Linked DNA regions of Pan troglodytes: region 1 is linked to region 2. The links are chromatin contacts, called in public HiChIP or PLAC-seq maps. All regions are on one chromosome and are shown on one strand. Each heading gives the region's core, a stretch centred on a gene start, on an enhancer-like site or on the middle of the called end of the contact. The rest is flanking DNA. Distances are from core to core; before and after follow the strand shown. Region 1 holds the start of WWOX (WW domain containing oxidoreductase). Region 2 holds the start of VAT1L (vesicle amine transport 1 like).

Region 1 (6,147 bases), core at 2,027-4,526, 310 kb after region 2:
CATCAGAGCAAAGTCAAAGCTAAAGTTCAGGGGGACAGAAACTGAGTAAACAGAGGAAGCCAGTAAGGAGAGAGCAGAAAATGTAGCCCATGGGAGGGAGGAGACAAACCTCAAGAGGAAAAAGTTCCCAACGCTTGCATGTCTTACTTCTTTAACCTCATAGAGCCCAACAAATAAGTTATAAGAAAGGGAGAAGAGGCCGGGAGTGGTGGCTCTTGCTTGTAATTCCAGCACTTTGGGAGGCCAAGGCGGGTGGATCACGAGGTCAGGAGTTCAAGACCAGCCTGGCCAAGATGATGGGGAAACCCCGTCTCTACTAAAAATACAAAAATTAGCTGAGTGTGGTGACGCTCACCTATAGTCCCAGCTACTTGGGAGGCTGAGGCAGGAGAATCACTTGAACCCGGGAGGTGGAGGTTGCAGTGAGCCAAGATTGTGCCACTGCTCTCCAGCCTGGTGACCGAGTGAGACTCCGTCTCAAAAAAAAAAAAAAAAAAAAAAAAAAAAAAAAAAAAAAAAAAAAAAGAAAGGGAGAAGAAAATGTGATCATGATAACCATTCCCACCATTACTGCAGTCTGGACCAGCCAGCCAGATTTCCACAGCATGTCTCTGACCTGCAGAGGGGCTAGCAAGGTGAGAGGCATCCAGACCATGCTACAGAACTCAGTAATCAGAGCCTGTGCTGGAGCCACCAGCGTCCCAGGACCACCATGTGAACCTCCTGACAGGAGCAGGCTCCTCAATGCCTGAAAAGAATCTCAGCAGAACTCCTGTGATTCATAAGTGACTCATTTACTAACTTATTGTCAGTATAGATTCTCCACTGGGAGAAGACTGGCAACTTCTGGAGACATTTTTGGTTGTTACAACTAGGAGAGGGGCATCTACTACTCGCATCTAGTGGGTAGAGGCCAGAGATGCTGCTAAACATCCTACTGTGAAGCCCCACCACAAAGAATGATCTGGCTCCAAATATCAGTAATGTCGAGGTTGAGAAACCCTGGTGTCAGCAGCGGGAGAAGCCTTAGAGGGAATTTCCAAAGTGGTAGGATCAGCACAGGATAGACCCTGAAGTTTAAACTTCTTTCAGGGGGACCGCTACACAGTTTGGGGAACACCATGGTATATCACTAGCTGTGGGCTGATGCCAAGTTACAGGTAACAGATGCCAGCAGAAGCTCTGGCCAGAGGAAACCAAGATAAACCTACAGACAGTCCTTGTGAAACTGAACAGAGTCAAAGATAATGAATGGAGAAACTGAGGCTAATCAGTTGGACCTCATTCCTTCCTCTCCCCACAATCAGGGGATCTTATGACTGAATTTCCTACAAATAGCAAAGGAATAAGTAGGCTTAGGTGAGAGGGGAAAGGGGCTAAATTGAGGGGAGCAGTGGAGCAACAGATTAGTGGTAGCAGATTTATTTTTATTTATCTTTTTTTGTTGTTGTTGTTAAGACAGAATCTTACGCTGTCACCCAGGCTGGAGTGCAGTGGTACAATCATGACTCTCTGTACCCTTGAACTCCTATGCTAGAGCCTAGGAGTAAATACTAGGATTACTAGTAATTACTCTAGGATTACTAGAGTAATCCTCCAACCTCAGCCTCCCGAATAGCTGAGACTACAGACATGCACCACCACACTGGCTAACTTTTAAATTTTTTGTAGAGATGGGGTGGGGGGTGGGTGGGGGGGGTGTCTCACTATATTGCCCAGGCTGGTCTTGAACTCCTGGGCTCAAGCAATTCTCCTGCCTTGGCCTCCCAAAGTGCTGGGATTACAGTTGTGAGCCACTACGCCCAATCCAATGATAGCAGATTTAAACACAGGTGGATTTGGAAAAAAAATCTTATGATAGGTTTAATATGAGTCAGCAGGGCTGTTGAAACAAAACAGTGCTTTGTTAAGCTTGTTTTTGGTTGGTCAAATATAGAAAGGCAGGTGTCTCCGCTAAAGAGTACGTAGAGCAGGAATCCTAAGCAATCATCCATTTCAGAACATGAAGACAAATAGCAGCTGCCCCTCCCATACACTGCCCATTAAAATATATACTTTTAAAATTCCTTATTTTCAATTTTATTTTTTTGCTCTCTCAGAAGAATCAAATATATGTAATTATTCTGATGGAGGCTTGCATTCTCTGGGACCTAGGCCTGAGAAATCACGGTCAGTAGATTTCCCTATAACATGGGGCTGGGAAGCAAGTGCCAAACAGGGAATGTTCTGGAAAACTCCTTAAGCACAAGCTGAAGATATGTTTGAGGTTTTGGATACAGAACATTTATAGGATATCTTTTGGTGGTCCAAGAGGACTTGAGTGTACCTTGTAAATACAGGATTTTGTTTTTAATTAGATTGATTCACAGAGAACCAAACCTAAGGAATCACACCATTCATTCATTTGTTCATTTAATAAATTTGTAGGTTGAAGCATTTACCAAGTGCTGGCAATAGAAAGAAGTCCCGGGTGTGCTTTGTCAGTTTAGTCGGGACTACACAAATGAGTCAATAACTGTAGTGGAGTGATGCGATCTCAACTGCCAGGAATCCCCCGGCTCTCCTCTCTTCCTGTGCCTCCTCAGGTAGTTAGCTATCCCTTCTTTTATTTTCCTTTCCTTTCCTTTCCTTCCTTCCTTCCTTCCTTCCTTCCTTCCTTCCTTCCTTCCTTCCTTCCTTCCTTCCTTCCTTCTTTCCTTCCTTCCTCCCTCCCTCCCTCCCTCCCTCCCTTTCTTTCCAGATTCTGGACCCATTCCAGACTTACTAAAGGAAATTCTCTAAAGGTGAGGCAGTTTTTTAAAGACAGCAGCTCTCTCTGTCGCCCTGCTGGAGTGCAGTGGCCCGATCATAGCTCACTGCAGCCTCGACTTCTTGGGCTCAAGTGATGCTCCCCCTTCAGCCTCAATGAGTAGCTGGGACTACCGATGTGCACTACCACGCCCGGCAAACTAAAAAAATAATTATTTTTGGTAGAGACAGGGGTCTTGCGATGTTGCCCAGGCTGTTCTCAAACTCCTGGCCTCAAGTGATCCTCTTGCCTCAGCCTCCTAATGTGTTTGGATTACAGGCATGAGCCACTGAGCCCGGCCTAGCTACCCTGTCTGAGTTGTGCCCACTACACAAAGGTGTCAGCTACATGAGATGTCTATGCATTACTGGCCTGGACCCCACATTAAGTGCTCCGTAAACATCAGTCTCTGTTATCAACAGCACTGTGTTTTGGCTGGAAGAAAGTTCTCTAAAACCAGGAAATCAGGAATCAGCAGTTTTAAGTTCTCCAGGTTATATTTTAACATTGTGTTCATATACAAAACAAAGGTTGTGAATCAGCACGAATGCTGGCAAGCCCTGGAAGGTTTGTGATCACGGACTTTCACGAGACCCCAAGGCAAGGAGAGACAGAAGCCCAGGACAACAGCATGGGCGCCGCTTTTCAGTCGGGCGCCGCTTTTCGGTCAGGCGCCGCCTGGACTACATTTCCCATATCCAATTGCCGTGCTCCTGCAGGATTGGCCAGAACAACGCGGAAGTGATTACGGGTCGCCCAGCAACGGGCGGAGTCCTGGCCCGAAACTGGATGCGCACGCCCCTTCCCTGCGGCGGGGAGGCTGACAAGTCTCCGCTCTATCTCTAGCGCCTCGGAGCGCTCTCCGGCTTTGCTGTCTAGCCCGGCGGCAGCGCGATCTCTTAGGCACTATCACCGCCTTCCTCTCCAGGCCCTGCCCCTTTGACGCCGGCAGTCGCGATATTGCGGAGACTGGATTTCAGCTTCGTGGTCGGCGGAGCGGCCCCTGGAGGGCGCAGTGCGCAGGCGTGAGCGGTCGGGCCCCGACGCGCGCGGGTCTCGTTTGGAGCGGGAGTGAGTTCCTGGGCGAGTGGACCCGGCAGCGGGCGATCGGGGGGCCAGGTGCCTCCACAGTCAGCCATGGCAGCGCTGCGCTACGCGGGCCTGGACGACACGGACAGTGAGGACGAGCTGCCTCCGGGCTGGGAGGAGAGAACCACCAAGGACGGCTGGGTTTACTACGCCAAGTAAGGGGGCCGCAGTGGGGCCGCGGACGCACCTGGGACCCTACACTGCCCACGGACGCCACCTGCGCGGGGAGGGCGCGCACTCCGGCGCCGCGAGTGCGGTGCAAAGTGAAAGTAACTGTTAAGGAGCTTCAGGGAAAAGAGTCCAGGGTTCCCAGTAGGGGCCGGCCCCCTTGGTGGGCCCTGGGTCCAGCGGGGGTCACCTGGCGGCTTCCCGGCGCGCCCTCTGCTGTTCAGGATGCAGCACTGCGCGGCGCGGCGCGGCGAGGGCAAAGCGGCCTCATCCCCGCCAAAAAATAAAGATGTTTTAAAAAGCACACATGCTCAGCTCCCTCCTGCAGGCTCTGGGTTGCAGGGATAGGAGTTTAGTTTCGTTTCGTTTTGTTTTGTTTTGTCCAGACCGGTATTGCTCAGTCATCCAGGCTGGAGTGCAGGGGTGCCATCATAGCCCACTGCAGCCTCTACCTACTGGGTTCAGGCAATCCTCTCATCTCAGCCTCCTGAGTGGCTGGGACTACAGGCGTGCACTACTATGCCCGACTAATTTTTTAAGTATTTGTAGAGACTAGGGTCGCACCATGTTGCCCAGGCTGGTCTCGAACTACTGGGCTCAAGCAGGCCACCTGCCTCAGCCTCCAGAATTGAGATTACAGGCGTGAGCCACTGCGCCTAGCCAGGAGTATTTTTTAGCAGCAGTCCTAGATAGCTTCACTATCATTTCCTGGGAAAGTTTTGGAAACCCCAGCAGAGGCTTCATCTTTAACTGTGTGACCTTGGGCCATTGAAATAACGTTTAATCTTAGTTTTCTCACCTGTAAAATGGGTTGATATGAGGGTCAGTTCAGGCACTGTGCGTAAAGCACATAGCACCGTGTCTAATAGGTACTCTCTGTTCCTTAACTGTCTTTCCTGATTGCTCTTAAGATACGACAGTGCGTCTTATATCGGCACCTTAGAATCACCTAGGAAATGTCCTAAATACACGTTTTGGGTCTCCATAGAGAACCTACTGCAGCCGACTCTCAACTTGGGGAGTCTCTTTTTTTAAGCTTTCCAGGTGAGGTGGAATATCACCTGGTTTTGAGAAACATGGATGTAAATCTGATTTTCAGCATCTGGGAAACTTTTTTTGTAAGAGCCTTTTTCTGGGCCCCACTTCCAGAGGGTTTTTCTTTTTCTTTTTTTCTTTTGAGACGGAGTCTTGCTCTGTCGCCCAGGCTGGAGTGCAGCGGCGCGATCTCGGCTCACTGCAACCTCCGCCTCCCGGGTTCACGCCATTCTCCTGCCTCAGCCTCCCGAGTAGCTGGGACTACAGGCGCCCGCCACCACGCCCGGCTAAGTTTTTGTGTTTTTAGTAGAGACGGGGTTTCACCGTGTTAGCCAGGATGGTCTCGATCTCCTGACCTCGTGATCCTCCCGCCTCGGCCTGTCAAAGTGCTGGGATTACAGGCGTGAGCTACCGCTCCCGGCCTTTTTTTTTTTTTAAAGACAGGGTCTCACTCCGTCGCCCAAACTGGAGTGCGGTGGTGCGATCTCGGCTCACTGCAACCTCTGCATGCCGAGTTCAAGCGATTCTTGTGTCTCAGCCTCCCGAATAGCTGGGATTACAGGCGCCCGCCACCAGGCCTGGCTAATTTCGCGCTGTTGGCCCGGCTGGTCTCCAACTCCTGGCCTCAAGTGATCCACCCACCTCGGCCCCCCAAAGTGTTGGCATTACAGACAGGAGCCACTGCGTCAGCCCAGAATATCTGATTTAATTGGTTTGGCCCCTCCCCTCTCCCTTGGTAGGTTGGAAAAAAATCTTCCCTCCCAGGTGATTCTAATCTATGCAAGGATGTGAACCACTGCTGCCTTTGGTGGCAAGGTAGAGAAAAAACAACCAAGTTCTGATGAGTTCGTTCAAGACACACAGAGGTATTATGTGCCAGGCCTTTGGCTGGCACTGGTTATGCCGAGGCAAATAAGAGCCAGTTGTCATCCTTAGGACCCAATCTTATTAGGTCACAGTGACATGTGTAGGACTGTCCCCACGCAGTGTGTATACCAGGAAGTAGAGTGTCTGGCATGAGGTGTGTGTAGGTAGTTGGGGGGATCGTGAGGGAATATGGTGGCACC
Region 2 (6,553 bases), core at 1,391-3,890:
AGACACCTCCAAAACAATAACATATATTGCAGATATTATTGGTGCCAAAGCTATGTCTCCTTGGAATTCATCATTCCATGTATAAAATGATAGCTTCCTGCAAAGAGCATCCACACTTCTCTGCCTGAGGATTCTCTCAGCCCAAGTACATGGGACAGGATGGAAATGTCAAGGAGTTAACAATTCCAGGAACAGTTCTTGACCAATCAAGCATAGACTTTAGTGAATAAATACCTATGTCCTCACTCCTTGGGTGAGACAACTCTGAGACTTGTTCTACACTGTCTCTCAAATGTCCCCTGCGGGTTTGAGCTCTAATTGTCCACTGCGGTAATCTGCTTATTAATACATCTTATTTTGGGTAGTATCAATTTTCTGTCTCACTTTCCTACTTCCCAGCCAGAGCTTCCTGGGATTACTTCCAAAATAAACGACGGGTGTTCAAATTCTTGTTTCAGGATAGAATCCAGCCTAAACACTGTATCTCACAATGTAAACAAGACAAACAATTTGGACAATTGGATTCACAATAAAATGTTCAATTCACTAACCAAGCCCTATTCAGGCTTCTTTTAGCCCTCTTCCTTCCATCCCACAGCCATTGCCTCAGTTGGGACCATTCTCATTTGTTTTGTTTCTTTTTGGGGATTTTTTTTTTTTTTTTTTTTTTTTTTTTTTTTTTTTTTGCCTGCACTTAGTCTCTAACTGATCTCGATGCTTCCAGTAACTCTATCATCTAATCCATCACCCACTTACTGTCAAAGTTATTATCCTAAAATGCAGTTCTGGTAATGCTCTTCCCATGTTTTTGTTTTCTAAGCCTTTATGGCACCAATTGCCTCTGTGATTATGTCTTAAATTTTATAACCTGGTATGTGAGAACTTTCAAAAGCTGGTCCCAATCAACCCTTCAGCCTCATCTCCAATGATTGCTAAATACAGCCAATGTTCTGCCTACATAGAACAAACCAGAATCTCAAAAGCCCTTTTACCTGTTACCTTTCTGTGTATTTGAATGAGCTTGTGACCTTTTCTGCCAGAAGAACCTGCCTTATCCTTCAAGGTCTAGCCCAAATGTTCCCTCCTCCATGAGAACTTCTCCAACTCTCTGGACCAGTTTTTCAACAGGCTGCCTCTGTGCATATTCTACTATGTACCAATCATGTATTAAGCCCTGGGAAAACCACGCTGGATAAAAGTAGAAATAGCTCTTGCTCACATGAAGTTCACAGTTGGATAAAGGAAACAGATATTATTAGGTAAACATATAAAAGTTGGCTACAAAGGGACATAAGTGTCTATAGTCAGGGAGGATACCAATCTGGACGTTGGAGTGCCTCCCAAAAGGAATGGACCCTTGAGGTGAGAACGAAGTAGGAGTTAACACCAGATAAAGGAGATGGAACACATACCCCAAGCCAAGGGGACAGCAGGTGCAGAACCCTGTGGAAGGAGGGAAAATGGCAATCGTCTTTTTTTTTTTTTTTTAAGGAATAGAAGACCAGGGCATTTAAAGCAGTGAGGCACAGGAAGAATGGGGGGAGAAAAGAGGCAGCACTTATATCATTCATTGTACCACATTTGTTGACCGTGTCCTTCCTGCCTCATGCTCTGAAATTGACCTTTTCCAATATAAGGACCATGTCTCACTGAAATCATATCCACCCCAGCACTTCACACAATACAGAAAAAAAAATCAATGTACCCAATTTATAGATGAGTGTGTTGAGGCTCAGGAAGGTTGAATGAGTTGCCCAAGATCTCAAGGCTGGCAATGGCAATAGCAACTATAATAGAATATAGACCTACTTCCTCAACTGCATCTCTTTCCTTAAACTGCCCCTAGGAAAACCACCTCCTTCCCCATTATTTTATTTCAGAAAATCCAAGTTTTTCTATGAGCTGTTTTCCTCAAAGAGCCTGATAACAAAACAAAACGCCAGTTACTACTCTGTGTATGTGCATGCATGTTGGGGAGCGGGTACACATTGGTCTTCCGGGGATCAGAACATGAACAGGATCCTTTCTGGTACAGGATTCTTGTCTGAAGCCTCTTTAATAGCCCGAAATGGTGTGGGTGGTGAGAATTCGCCGTCGTAAGGAAGCCCCTGGTGATACCCAGCAAAGAGCATCCCGGCTGACCCTGCAGGTCTGGAGTGAAAAGACCCTGCACTGGACTCTTCAGGGCAGTGAGCGGGATCTCTAGTTCCCTGCTTCCCAAACCTCTGCCCTTCCACCCAAAACTGGCTGTTTGAGAAACGACCCAATTTCCCGACTATCCCGCCCAGCCTCGAAGATGGGAGGGAGAGAGGGCAACCTTGTCGCGGGAAGGCATCCTCCAGGCCCAGACATTAGTCTCGGTCCATTTCAAGGCACACGAGCCTGTGCCGTATATAACCAAGTACTGGGCCCACAGGAAGGGGGATGACAAGGTGGTCTCTCTAGGCTCGTTTTAGTCACAGATCTTCGGCAAATTTGGGTTTAGGGCCGCGATCCCGACCCTAATTTGGGACTATTTCAGGAACTGGAGTTGAGGCTTCGTTGGGACAGGAAAGAAGGGTGGGGCGGGGGTGAAACGCTTAGGGCACCGCTCTTGTGAGGATTACGGCGGAGGCTGTGGACCGCGGCGGCGCTAGCAGAGGCTGCAGCCATTGCACAGCCGAGCATCCCACATTCAACAGGAGGAACCCGCGGGAGAGGAGCCCCAGTCCTCCAGCGCCGCAGCCACCGCAGCCCGTGCGCCCCGCGCCCTCGAGCGCCATGGCCAAGGAAGGCGTGGAGAAGGCGGAGGAGACGGAGCAAATGATCGAGAAGGAGGCAGGCAAGGAGCCGGCGGAGGGCGGCGGCGGCGACGGCTCGCACCGCCTCGGGGACGCCCAGGAGATGCGCGCGGTGGTGCTGGCCGGCTTCGGGGGGCTCAACAAGCTGCGGCTCTCCAGGAAGGCCATGCCCGAGCCTCAGGACGGCGAGCTCAAGATCCGCGTCAAAGCCTGGTCCAGTATCCGCGCCTTTCTCGCTTTCTCTCTTTTTGCGCGCTGGGCGCTGGGGAGGGGGTGGGAAAGCTGCGGCTGGGATGCTGCCCGGGTAGAACCGCCGCGCGCACCCCCTCCACGCCCTCGCCCGGGTCTCAGAGCCTCCCCGGGCCAAAGCTGGGGAGGATGCAGAGGGGCGGCCTCCCCAAGCCAGATCTAGGGGTGACGGGAGGAGAATGTGAGCTCCTGGGCGCGGGGAGAATGCTGGCGCCCAGGCACCCCAGGTCTGAAAGATTGCGCTACGGGAGTTCTCCGTCTGAGAGGACAACTCAGCTTTCGCACAGGGGGGGTTGATGCTTAACAGAATTAAAAATATATGTATTAAGAACCGCAAGCCCACTGTGTGCCAGCCGCCGTTGGTAGTTTTACACATGCGATCTTATTTAATACTTCCTGGGACCTAATGAGTCAGGTGCCATCATGATCCGTTTACAGGTAAGAAAGCCGCCGCTCAGAGAGAATGAGTGATTTGCCCAAGATCAGTCAGCTGCCACTAAGTGGCTTGGCCGAGAATTTCATACATGATCTTTTTTCACCTCTATGTTGTTGTCCTGAAGGGCCTGGGACAGGGTGCAGGGCTGGATTCCGCCTCCTGCACACTTTCTTCCCCGTAGCCTGACGGGGAAAGGAATTAGGAAGGAAGAGGGTCGCTACCTTGCACCCAAGCTTGGTGAGGGTGGAGACCAGGGCTGCAGCGCAACCCCCTCCATATCCCTCTCCATCCTCTGTTTCTCCGAGAGGGGAAAAAACCCTGATCAGTCTCCCCGGAATTCCTGCTCCCATCTCAGAAGAAGCTCAGCTCTCTAAGCTGCCCTCTATTCCCCATTCCCCCTGGGGGAACTTCTCCAGGCCCTCACGCTCAGCTGAAATTCCCGGGGAGAGTTTAAGCCTCTCTGTGTGCGGGCACTGTAATTTCCCTGAAGTTCTGGGAAGAGCTTACCCAGCAGAGGCGGACTGGACCCAACACTAGGTTTGCATGTTAAACTTGTAAGGGGAACTTGCTATTAATCACGGTGAGACGAGCCTATTCCTTCCCATCTGTTTTCTAGAGCCCCCCAGTACATACTGCTCTCCAAAGCAGCAGCCAGCTCACGAGCTCCTAGGTTAGATCAGAAACCCAATATCTGGACCTCTCTAGAGGCACGAGAAATGCAAACGAGAGTCCCCTCCCGTTCACCACCTTGAGAACAGACGCAGGTTTCATCAGCCAGATTAGAAAGCAGCTAGTGGGAGAAGCAGCCGCTGATCCCTGCCTTGCTGCTCATATATGCAGCTGGTCAGGTTTGACTCTGAACACGACTCGTGGGTCTCTGTGGGGAATTCAGGGTAAGGGAAGAGGCTTTTGCAAACCGGGGGATCCTATACAATGAACTCTTATTGAACAAAGTTGTTTGATCCCAGAAGGAGAGCTTATATCTGCCCTTTCGCAGCTAAATCCCCAAATACCAGCCCACTCCCCCACCCCACACTGTTTGGCACACTGCACATCCTAAATAAGTTATCGCTGAATGAATGGATTGAGGAAAGAGCTCGGAGGAGGATTATTGGGTCATTATTTTTCTTTACTTGCTGGTGGAAGAGCTTTTGCTTAGTACAATTAAAACCATGCATTTAGAACTCTCCTTCCTTAACCACTTCATCAAAAAAAAATTACCTGTATACACACACCTATGCATATATGTGCATATACATATATACAATTATATATACAGTTGCATATGTATGCGTATGTAATTTATGACCCTTCATCCAAATTGAGGATGGGATTCTAGGATTCTAGAGTACATATTCAGAGAGTGAAAATGATAAAACTACTTTTTAAAGGAAAGAGCATCATCTGCAGTACACATAGTTCTGTGTTTTCCAGTCTTATGTTAACTGCATAATTGCTGATAGGAACTGAAGCATTTTGAAATAATAAATGTCAAGATGAAGGCCAAGAGATTGATTTTCAAAGCCAAATGTGAAAGCCTGTTCTTCAGTGGAGCTACACACACACACACACACACAGAAATCACTGCACTTCCCCCACCCTAGTTGTTCAGAAAGCCAACCAGGCTGCAGGTACATTTGGAATACAGTGTTGCAAACAGCCCAGATTGATTTTCCTTTCACCAAGCTGGAAGCAGAGTTAATGGTTTTACAAGGAAGGATTGTAATAGGCTTGTAAAAATGGCCCACTGGGCAGCTCTTTCTCCTCTGGGCTGGGATTGGCTGGCCAGACATGACCATTGATTATAAGTTTCAGCCTTGGGATACAGGATGACTCATTCTGTATTTTTATGAATCAGCCGATGGCTTCCTGGATGATGGTCTCCCTTTTATCTGCTCTCTATTTTTAATAGAAACCTTTTTGTCATAATAGGATATGCTTTTTGCTTGGAATAAAGCATAGTCCATTTGAACCAGTATTAGTTAGACCTGGAATGACGTTACAAGTTGGCTATGAATTTTATGAAAATGGAAGAGATGAGGCAGGAAGAAATATCTATTTTATATCATTGACCCTTTTTCATTAATGGGCCAATGAGATGGGTATTTTTCCTACAGAATAGAAGAGCAAATTGAGGCTTGGAAACATTGAGTAATTTGCCAAAAACATCACACAATAATAGACTTAGGATTTGAATCTAATTCTCCTTAAATTTTTGCTGTTTTCCTTTTATTCCATTTTGTCTCCCTTGGTGGAAAAGCCTTAGCACATGTGATTCCCCTCTTAGCATGTAGTCTCACTTTCTTTCCTTTCTCCACCGAAGATGGTTCCTTTGCTCTTTTTGTGTCTGGCTTAAGAGAATATTCTCTAGCTATTTCCAAAGTAGTATGGCTTTCTCCAGAAAGTAGAGACATTTTGGTCAAATGCAGCTCAAAAAGAACTGTTGCTGGGGTCAGGGTTGGAATGATAGCAGAGTCTTCTGTCTAAATTGTTTTTTAAAATGTCAGTTTTGATGGCAGATCGATTTCACCAAATATTCATGGAATACTTTATGCAACAAGAGGTTTAAGTGACCAGGTGGAAAAAGCATGTGGCCCTTGAAGAGAGAGGGACTTGAATATAAGCTTAAGCCTCATCTCTTCCTATCCATATGCCCCTGGGGGATGTGTCTCAGTGTCTCCAAACTTCCCATACATTATCTGCAAAGTGGGGATAATAAAATGAACCTCATGGTATTGTTGAAAGGATCAGATGCAAGAAAGACACTGCCGTGTTGTCAGCATTCAATAAGTAGGATTCGTTGTAACTGTCGTTGTTGCCATATCTAAACCAATGTGATATATGCTGCTTGGTGACCTACAACTTGGAGGCCATCATTTTAATCATGTATATAATATAGGCAATATCATGTCACATCTGCTTAGTGATTAAGAGAGCTTCCTAGACATGAGTCCCAGCTCTGATACTTGCTAACTGGATGTCTTAGGTCTGGCTCCTTGGAGGCAGAGCCTGACGCAGGGATCCTTTTTCAGGTGGTTTATTGAAAGTGTGCTTTCAGAACTATGGGAGCAAGGGAAGCAGGCTAGGG

Evidence for each region. HiChIP or PLAC-seq counts read pairs in DNA pulled down with a chosen protein or histone mark.
Region 1: a contact with region 2 is called in an H3K4me3 HiChIP or PLAC-seq map of stem cell-derived excitatory neurons, with 9 times the contacts expected there. The contact joins the promoter of WWOX here to the promoter of VAT1L in region 2. A contact is called at or near these places in 1 of 7 Hi-C or Micro-C datasets (stem cell-derived neural progenitor cells) and 1 of 1 datasets of contacts at active chromatin or transcription factors (stem cell-derived excitatory neurons).

What each region holds. Positions count from the first base shown.
Region 1 is chr18:76,237,462-76,243,608 of NHGRI_mPanTro3-v2.0_pri, forward strand. It overlaps WWOX (WW domain containing oxidoreductase), which reads left to right and starts at 3,277. Exons shown (of 10, transcript XM_009431284.4): 1 at 3,277-4,032. The coding sequence starts at 3,926.
Region 2 is chr18:75,929,220-75,935,772 of NHGRI_mPanTro3-v2.0_pri, forward strand. It overlaps VAT1L (vesicle amine transport 1 like), which reads left to right and starts at 2,641. Exons shown (of 9, transcript XM_001139539.8): 1 at 2,641-2,993. The coding sequence starts at 2,761.